2 separate regions of the Dromaius novaehollandiae genome follow, and region 1 is linked to region 2. The links are chromatin contacts, called in public Hi-C maps. All regions are on one chromosome and are shown on one strand. Each heading gives the region's core, a stretch centred on a gene start, on an enhancer-like site or on the middle of the called end of the contact. The rest is flanking DNA. Distances are from core to core; before and after follow the strand shown.

The links. Hi-C and Micro-C count contacts between places; a contact is called where the count stands out from the background.
Region 1: a Hi-C map of ovary shows a contact between it and region 2, with 2.4 times the contacts expected there. The contact joins the promoter of BACH2 here to the enhancer-like site in region 2. A contact is called at or near these places in 3 of 4 Hi-C or Micro-C datasets (brain, liver and ovary).

The regions. Positions count from the first base shown.
Region 1 is chr3:41,690,946-41,695,347 of bDroNov1.hap1, reverse strand. BACH2 (BTB domain and CNC homolog 2) reads left to right here and starts at 1,430. Exons shown (of 7, transcript XM_064508786.1): 1 at 1,430-2,173. LOC135327842 (a long non-coding RNA gene) reads right to left here and starts at 1,218. Exons shown (of 3, transcript XR_010388286.1): 1 at 715-1,218.
Region 2 is chr3:41,512,729-41,517,127 of bDroNov1.hap1, reverse strand. BACH2 (BTB domain and CNC homolog 2) reads left to right here. Exons shown (of 7, transcript XM_064508786.1): 5 at 1-570. Among named protein-coding and RNA genes, the nearest start is that of GJA10, 32 kb to the right of the region's middle. Within about 2 kb of position 2,232, at least 2 of the 2 cell types and tissues checked have open chromatin away from gene starts, as enhancers often do.

The DNA.
Region 1 (4,402 bases), core at 181-2,680, 180 kb before region 2:
TGAAAAGTTGTTTCTGTGTTGATATGCAGTATTTGCATAGCTTTCCGTAGTCAGCTAGACTTTGAAAATGCAGGTAGCCCGATGCAGAAGCCATAATTCAGAAGAAGACATCAGTGAAATGACTTCATTGAAACTGCTCCTCGCTGAAAGAAGATTTGTAAAACACCGTGCGTCACCTGTCTATAGTGAAAGGGGGGGAAAGGGAATGAAAATACACGATAAAAACTGACATAAGCACAGAAAAAAAACCCAAACATATACATTAATTACTAAATATGCTTTTGCTAGCAGTAGGTCACCATCATTTTTTATTGACATTTACTGCAACTGCAATTTCTTTTTCAAGACCACTGACCCAAGAAAATGTAACCCTCTAGTTATCCAATGCCCTTTAATTAGAGATGCCTCCAGAGATAATCTCACTCACAGCCCCCATTGTGAATCATTTATTTTCTAACTTTCCGTTTTATCAGCACTCTTTCATCTTTATGTTTTTCTGTCCTAACCCGGTTGAATAACTTGGGCTTATACAATTCAGTTTAGTCATTTACCAACTCTCACAATTGCATTTCATGTCTCATGACATTTGGGGTCTTTCTCAAAAGCACTGGCTGCTGGAATCAAGGTAACTCGTAGGAATCCCCAGCTTTCCGATTCGTAAAAGGAACCACGGTGCCAGGCTTTGGGATGGGGAAAGGGCTGGAAACCACGCACCTTGCACCCTCCGAGACGAGGCAAAGGACAAATCGTGATCCTGTGCTGGGAAGACTGTCGGGGGGCTATTTTCGTTTATTAATCTCGGGAGCACTTATCTCTGCTTGCGATGTTTGGCAGGGCTGACTCACGATTGCTGGACGCTTGCGGTTGGCAGTGTAAGTAGGATGAGGTTTCTCCGGGGGCGGAGCGCGTAAAATATCACCAGGATCAGCGCCGAGACGCCAATGTCACGCTGGAGCATGAGCGAGGGGGTATTTTCTGCCCTGCCCGTCAAACCTGCCGGCCGCAGCGCCGGGCCCGGCTCCCCGCCGTGGGGCACCGCGACGCCTCTCCCCCGGGCCCCGACCTGCCCCCGGGCCCCGACCTGCCCCCGGAGAGGCGCTTCGCGCACACCACACCTCACGCCGCCGCCGGCCGCCCCCGCCGCCATGGCTGTCGGCGAGGCTGCGCGCCGCCCCCAACGGCCCCTCGCGGCGAACTACGACTCCCAGAGCCCCCCGCGGCCGGCGGCGCGAGGCCAAACACGGGGGCCGGCACGCGCGCAGGCACGCACGCACACACACACACAGACACACACCCGCTCCCGCCGGCCGCGCTGGGAAAGCGCCGGAGGGAGGGAGGGGGCCGAGCCCGCGCCGCGCATGCGCCTCCCGCCTCCCGCCGGCGGGGAGGGGCGGGGCGGGGCGGGTGGAATGTCAAGCGGCGCCGCTATTCGCGGAGCGGCCGTACGCCGCTTTCCGTGCGTAGGGGCCGCGGCCGCCGAGGGAGCGGGCGCTGCGCCGTTGGCGTAGCGTTGTTGTGAATGGAGCGGGGCGGCGGGGCGGGGAGGATGATGTCAGCCTGCGAATGTCAACAATGTAGCGATTGAGGGGAGGAGGCGGCGTTGCGCCGGGGCGCGCGCGAGGCGGCGGCGGGGCGCGGGCAGCCCGCAGAGCGGGGGCAGCAGCGGCAGCGGCAGCACCGCCGCCTCCACGTCCTCCTCCTCCTTTTCCTCCTCCTCCTCCCGCTCCGCCGGGCGGCCAGGGGGCACCGAGCTGCCACCGCCGTGCGCGGCCGCCGCCGGCCCCGGGTGCCGCTCCGGCAGCGCCTGCTGCGCCCCCCGCCTCCTCCGCTGCGGGTTTCTCTCCTCCTCCGGCCCCCCGCCCGCCCTTCCCCCTTTATTTTTCTCCGCAAGACTTTGGCTCTGGAAGCAGCTGGTTCAAAGCAATCGCCATGTGATGAGCGGCTGCGTTTGGGTGGCTTTTTTCTTTTCCCCCTTTTTTGGGGGGGGAGGGCGGCTGTAGGTTTCTGACCGCAGAGAAATATTAATAAGAATTTCCGAAACAAGAGCAGCAGCAACCAGAGCAGCCCCCCTTCCCCTCCAAAAAGCCACAACAAGCTTCTCCCCCCCCCCCCCCGCTCCGCCCCCCGCCCGGCTGCAGCGAGCGGCGACCCGCGAAAGTTGCGCGGCGGCGAGGTGAGTGCGCCTGTTCGCGGTGCTGCGCGAGGCGGCCGCGGGTGCGCGGGGGGTCCCGGGCCGGTTCGGTGCCTCCCGCGCTGCGCGGCTGTTTGCGCGGGGCGGGGAGTGCGCCAAAGGCGCCGAAGTGTGCATGTGTGTGTGTGCGTGTGTGTGTGCATATGTGTGCGTGCGTGTGCGCGTGTGTGTGTGCATATGTGTGTGTGCGTGTGCGGCCGCGCAGCGCGGGAGGCGGCGGCAGCGCGCAGCGTGCGCGCAGCCCCCGGCGCCCTTCGCGCTGAGCGCGGTTAAGTACCGGGGGCTCCCGCCGCCTCCGGCCCCTGCAGGCACCGCTCTGCCCCGCCGTGCGCGGTGGGTTTTTTTTTTTCTTCCCTTTTCCCCTGTTTTTTTATAGGTTCGGAGGGAGATGTTAACTCCGATAGCAGTTTCTTGGATCATTAAAACGTCGCGTGTAGGCAAAGGCGGTTAGCTGCGAAGACGCTGGCTGTCATGAACGACGCGAAGTGTGAAATCATGCCTCTCCTTTTGTGGAGCAGGCTATTTTTGTAATGCGGCGGGTGCCTTGCTTAAAACGCCTCAGTTATCGTGAGATCACTGTGCCCTTATTACCGACGCCCTGGCAGCGCTGAAGTAAACTGCCTTTTTCATTCTTCAGGATAATAACAAACGTGAGGCAGGGGTGACACCTTATTAGAATTACTCTTTAGGATGTTGGAAAGATCGCAAAATTACAGCGTTGCTGTTTGCTCTAGCTGTAGACGCACCAGCGTTTTCGTGATGAAAACCCATTTTCTGAGACTTCGGAACTGTCACTAAACTTGTGCAGGTTTTAATTGGTGTTCCAAGGCTTGCACTAAAAGCAAGCGTGTGTGGTGGTTTTTTTTTTTTTTTTTTTTTTTTTTTTTTTTTGAGGCTGAGATTTGTCTGAGATTGTGCTGTAGGTGGTGGAATGCTCTGCACTTTGAAGAGGGTGGTGGTGCTTGGGTAAATTGACTTCTTCAGGTATGTAAATACTGAAATGTGAGATAATTGCTTTGGATGAGATGGATAGAATAAAATGCTTAAGACGGTGTGTTAAGCAGTTGTCTGTTGGGCTGATGTAGTTTTAAATGCTGTTCTAGGAGCTTTTGCATATGATAGATAGAAGTTAAATTCCACCTCAGATGTGAGCTTGTTCTCTTGAAAATCTGCGTTGCCTTTTGTATCCAGCTGCCTGGGCCTCATCACCAGGTCTGGGTACTTGTGCAGCAAAATGGATCAGCGTCGTACTTCTCTGCAGCATATTGAACCTGTGCTTCCAGCATCATTTTTCACATCTGACTGTCCAGCTTCAAAGGCAGGTGTGAAGGTGCTCTGCAAGAAATGGAAGGAAGATGTGTCTAACTGGGAAGGTAGAGGATTGAAAGTAAGGATCAGGTCTCTACCTCTAGTTTCCCTGTTAGTCTACTCTGTAATACCGGACAAGCCATCTGAACAGATGTTCCTCTATACGTTAAGCTCTCAGATGGGCAGAATTGTCCCTAGTGATGTTGCAGATAGAGGGGTTGTCAGCGTATTTAGAGGCCCTTTGCAGAAATGCTCCGCAGAAGCAGAGGCTGCATTGCTGGGCAGTGCTGGGCAGAGGTGCTCTGCAACTGGCACTTGAGCAATTTTGTGAGAACTTCTGTGTTTGTGAGGACTGGATGGGAAAGGTGCACGCAGCAGGCAGGTGGCTGATGTACGCACTGTAGAAGACAGATCCCAACTGGTTAATCCTCAGCACTTGTTTATGCCCAGGTATCTCACACTTGGAAACAGAGCGCTCGGGCTGGTGTTTTTAGCCCTTTCCTTGCCTGGGGACACGTCTGGTGGCATTGCTGCCGCGCGTGCGTGAAGGACGCGTTCATGGTGGAGGTGGGCCGCCCTCCTCTCCCTCGTTCTTTGCTTTCCCTCGGTCACTCTGCAGGAAGAAAGCATAGGTAGGTCTCTACAGAGCTAGGCATGAAGGAAAGTTAGAGATAGGACATGACCCTCTAGCAAAGAATAATGGTCCAGATCCCAATAAATAGTCACTGACTTGACACTTCCAGTACTCTTCGTATGAGGAAATTCTGGTAAATGTTTGACGCTGTAGAAGGCCTCAGAGACTCATTGAAATTAATGACTTTAATAAAACCACCATACTGTATAGCAGTCTTACACATCTTTTTCTGTGTGTGCATAATTAACAACAAAGAGAGCTGAAACTAA
Region 2 (4,399 bases), core at 983-3,482:
GAAGGGGAACTGGACAGGAGGAGTGTTATATTCTCTTCAAACGCTTGTGACCAAGTAAACACTTCGGTGCATTCATATTCTGGTGTGAGCAGCTTGGACAAAGACCTCACTGAGACTGTGCCAAAGGGTCTGTGGGCTGGCAGTAGCCAATCTCTCCCTAGCTCTCAGACCTATTCCCACAGCGGACTGACAGCTGATCACTTGCCAGGAAGGATGCGGCCGAACACCAGCTGTCCAGTGCCAATTAAAGTTTGCCCTCGCTCTCCTCCTTTGGAAACCAGAACCAGGACCTCCAGCTCGTGCTCTTCCTACTCGTACGCGGAGGACGGCAGCGGCGGTTCGCCATGTAGCCTGCGTCTTTGCGAGCTCTCCTCCTCCCCTTGCTCCCAAGGCCCGCGGTTCCTGGCGCCCGAGCACCAGGAGCCCGGTGTGGTGGGTGATGGAATGTACAACCCGGTGCGAGCCCAGATTAAATGTGAGCCATCCTATGGAACAAACTCCAGCGATGAGTCTGGGTCATTCTCAGAAGCAGACAGTGAATCATGTCCTGTGCAAGACAGAGGGCATGAGGTAGGGATTTAAGATAAGTACATATATGACAGTCGTTGTGATCCGATTTAATCACCCCTTTTGTTCTCTCAAGTGACTTGGCGTTTTCCCAGGCCTTGCTTTGTTTATAGAGGCAAAGAGTAATTTCTATTTATTCCCTCGTCAGCTGACTGCGTGTGGTTCACTTTGCATAAATAGCTGTTTGACCTCCCAAATGTTTGGCACTTATCAAAATTTCAGTATTAAGCAATAGCAAGCTGCTGAGTGATGAGGGCAAATTTATGTGCTTAGGAATGCTAACAGTGTCCTCTTTGCCTCTCTCTCTTTACCTACCTGAGGGGACACAAAGCACCATTTTTCACCCTTAGTTTGCTGAGGTGGTTCCAGTTCTGCTTTTTGTTGTTATGTTATAGCAACCCGAAGCTGTGCCTTCAGTGACGCTGAGCGTTGGGCAGTCCAAACCGTGGAAGAGCCCTTGCTTCAAACTGCTTACAGGCTAGGCAGAGGAGACAGACAGAGTGGGAGGAGGCAGAGGTGTGAAATGACTTGGACAGAGTTGTGTAGCTGGTTACCCTCAGCTCTGGAAATAGTACTCAAGTCGTGTGTGTGTGTGTGTGTGTGTGTGTGTGTGTGTGTGTGTGTGTGTGTGTGTGTGTCTTTACTGGCAGGTAATGGGTTTTTCCTCCCTGTTCACTGACAACTGAGATGGTATTTCCTGACTGACCCCACTTCACTCGTGGGAGTGCTCTAGCACACAGTTGCACAAGCTGTTTCTGAGCGAAGCTATCCCTTAGTTTACAGGACCGGTAGGGGAACATGAAGGGGACAGCCTATGACTGAAGAGCAAACTGTGAATTTCTATGTAGCTCTCCTGTGAGAGAGAGGAGAAGGAAGGCCTGCTTTAGAACTAGAGGTGGGCCGGGTGGAAATGCTGCGGTGATAACTGGTTAACTGTGATTGAAAATACTGTCTGTGTGAAGTGACTAATTTGAGAGAATACTTAATTCATTGAGATGTGCTGTAGAGCACAGAAGCAGGAAAAAGGAACGGATGTTTTCACAGAACTCCATTAGGGAGCTGTGTGAACATCAAGGTGAAATCACATGTCTGTCTTCTCTAGGAAACCTCAAATGCTCCGCTGATGACTTCTGTTTTAGAGTGGGGAGCAGTTAGTGCTAGTCTGGGGGTTTCAAGTCCTGTGAGTGCCCAGGATTGAACCAAGTGGGCTTAGTTTTGAGATAGGGCTGAAAAGAGATAGGAGCAGGCACAACTTTATTCATCCCTTGCTCTTTTTTCTTACCACGTCCCAGGCTCTGGAAGATGCCTTTCAGGACAGACATGTGTGATTCCTTTAGTTCGGCGTTTTCCTGCTTAGCTGTAAGGGAGGGCTGAACAGCCTGGAGAGCCTCTGGCATCCTAATCCCTATTGTGCTGTGCTGGTAGTCTTGTTTGCCCCTATGTACCAAGCTGGGGAGATGCCAAGAGAGAAAATGAAGGCAGGGGAGAGGAGTCTCCGTGGAAGTCTGGGATATTCTGCGTAGCACCTCACTATAGAAGCCCTGAAGCTGCCACACGCAGCTGTGCTGCCTGGAAATACCAAGGTTATTGGCAGTCTGGCCCTCTTATGAAGTGCTGCATTTATGAGGAGTGAAAGAGAGCAGGGAGTGGGTTGAGGAGAGAAGGCCGGATTTCCGCCGCTGTGTGCTGCTTGCTCAGCAAGGGCTAATGCGCAGCGTGGTACAGTGGAGAGGGCAGGAGGCCAGCCTTTTGGGTTTTGATGACTAATTAGCTGTCGTAATTGGCTAATTGTGTGGAGATGCTGCAGCAGAAGCAGGCCTGAAAAGAGTCAAATGAGAAGGATATAGGGGACCATTGACAATTTCCCCCGAAAGTCTGTGTATGTGTGCAGGAGAGCGTGGATGAAAGAAGGAACGTTCATGGAAGGAGCAAACGAGTGGGCTGCAGGGGTCAGTCTCAGCACGCCACTGCTGACAGATGTGTTCAGGGTTGGGGCAGAACTGGGAGGGGTTTGCTCCACTCCAGGTTTTGCTGCTGGTTTCCTCCTTGGAAGATTTTCTGCACTATGCCGAGCAAGTTTTCTCTCTGGGACTGCTGGTGACACTTGTGCACTTTTGCAGGGCATTTTGATTAGAACTGCTAGGAGGTCAAAAGAGGGTGAGGAAATGACTGCTCCATAAGGTGATATTGTGTTCTCCTGAGCAATGTAAAGATAAACATCACATCAAAGCTTCAGTTCAGATTTTGTTTTACGATTGAATTTGTAAAAGTTGTTGCCAATGTACGAAAAGACATTGCAGTCTCATTAAACAATGTATTATGCAGTAACTTGGGGTATGTAGCCTGCAATCCTGCAGGATAGCTACTGTGGAAACTTCAGTGTAGGATATGTTAAATGAGGCAGCAGCAAGTTCTTTTATAAGTCACTCTACCTGGTTTTAGCACCTTGGCTGCCGTTAAAACAACGGGAGAGACATACAGCATTCTGCAATGTACTGCTTTCTGTCATTTGCCTCTGTTTAAGCTTTACATTGAATCTCTCTCCATTCATGAAACTCTTAGTTTGCCTTTGTTATCCTAACCGCTGTTCAGACTGGTCTCTCCTCCCTTGCCGTATCAGAACACACAGTGCTTGCTGGGTTTTTCTTCAGAAAGCACCTGATAAGGTAGCTGGGTGATGCGCCAAGGGGCCACATTCGGGCACTCAACCCTCCAGAGAGCCGGTTGGGCTCTTCTGTGGTGTGTGGGTTTTCGTTTCCGTGGAGTGGCTTGGTGGGAGTGAGCCTGCTGGACTCTGGCCCTCTGTTATCTCACGCAGCTTCTGAGTTCCCCTGGAGTTTGGACCCTGTTGGTCTTGATTTGGGTCCCAGAGTGTTATCAGTGCCAGAATTAATGTCACAGAACATCATCTGCTGGTAAATTGGTTGTGTGTGAAGTAGGTGAAAGGTTTCTTCTATCCACTTTTTTGGGGAAGTTGGCTTTCCTGCAGGTCGGTGCCATGCAGGAGTACATGCCCAAGTTGTTCAGGGCTGGAAATGTGATTTGGGGCTGGTGTGCTGTGGCTCAATACGACTGCAGTGGGGGTGACAGTGGCCCAGCTCTGTGGCTGGTCACCGTGTCCCATTGCAGGGTGCAGACAGCACCAGTGAGTGTCCAAGGAGGTGACAGTCCCTGTAGCACCGCTGACCAGTCCTTTCCAGGACATCTTTGCTGTTCATTTTTCTTTCTTTTAGAGGAGCCACCTAGACGGTTCTGAGATTTGTCTTTCTAAACACTTTGTGATAGAAGAAGCAAGTGCAATTTCAAGTGTCCTGATCACAACGTTACACATTTACAGGAATGGGACGGTTGTTTGAGCTGCTGGGGTTTTACAGAACTGTTTAACATCGTAGCTTGTTTCATTTATGTTATCCTTTTCGCCCAGCTCCCTCAGGCCTCCAATGGTTGTTAAAAATCAGTTATTGGGGTATAATACTATAGAGAAGACTTACACTCTGCTGTTCGCAGACAGATTCTGACAATCTTGCTTAAAATAGCAACAACAAAACAATAAGTCCTGAAATAATGAATTGTTGAGAAGGAAGTAGTCTGTCAATCTGTTAACCTACTTAGGAATGGAAATTTCAGCACTACCTACTTTTCTTGATATTCATTTTTTTCAATAGGTATCTGTGGGTTTTTTCTACTAGATAACTTGTAAAAAATAGTGTACTACTGGATCACTTAAAAAGAAATCTCAACTTAGTCTACTTTGATGACCGAGTTTTCTTGGGAAAGGAATAAACAAGGGTAGGAGAAGGTAAGAGGTTGAGTTTTCCAAGAACTATTATTA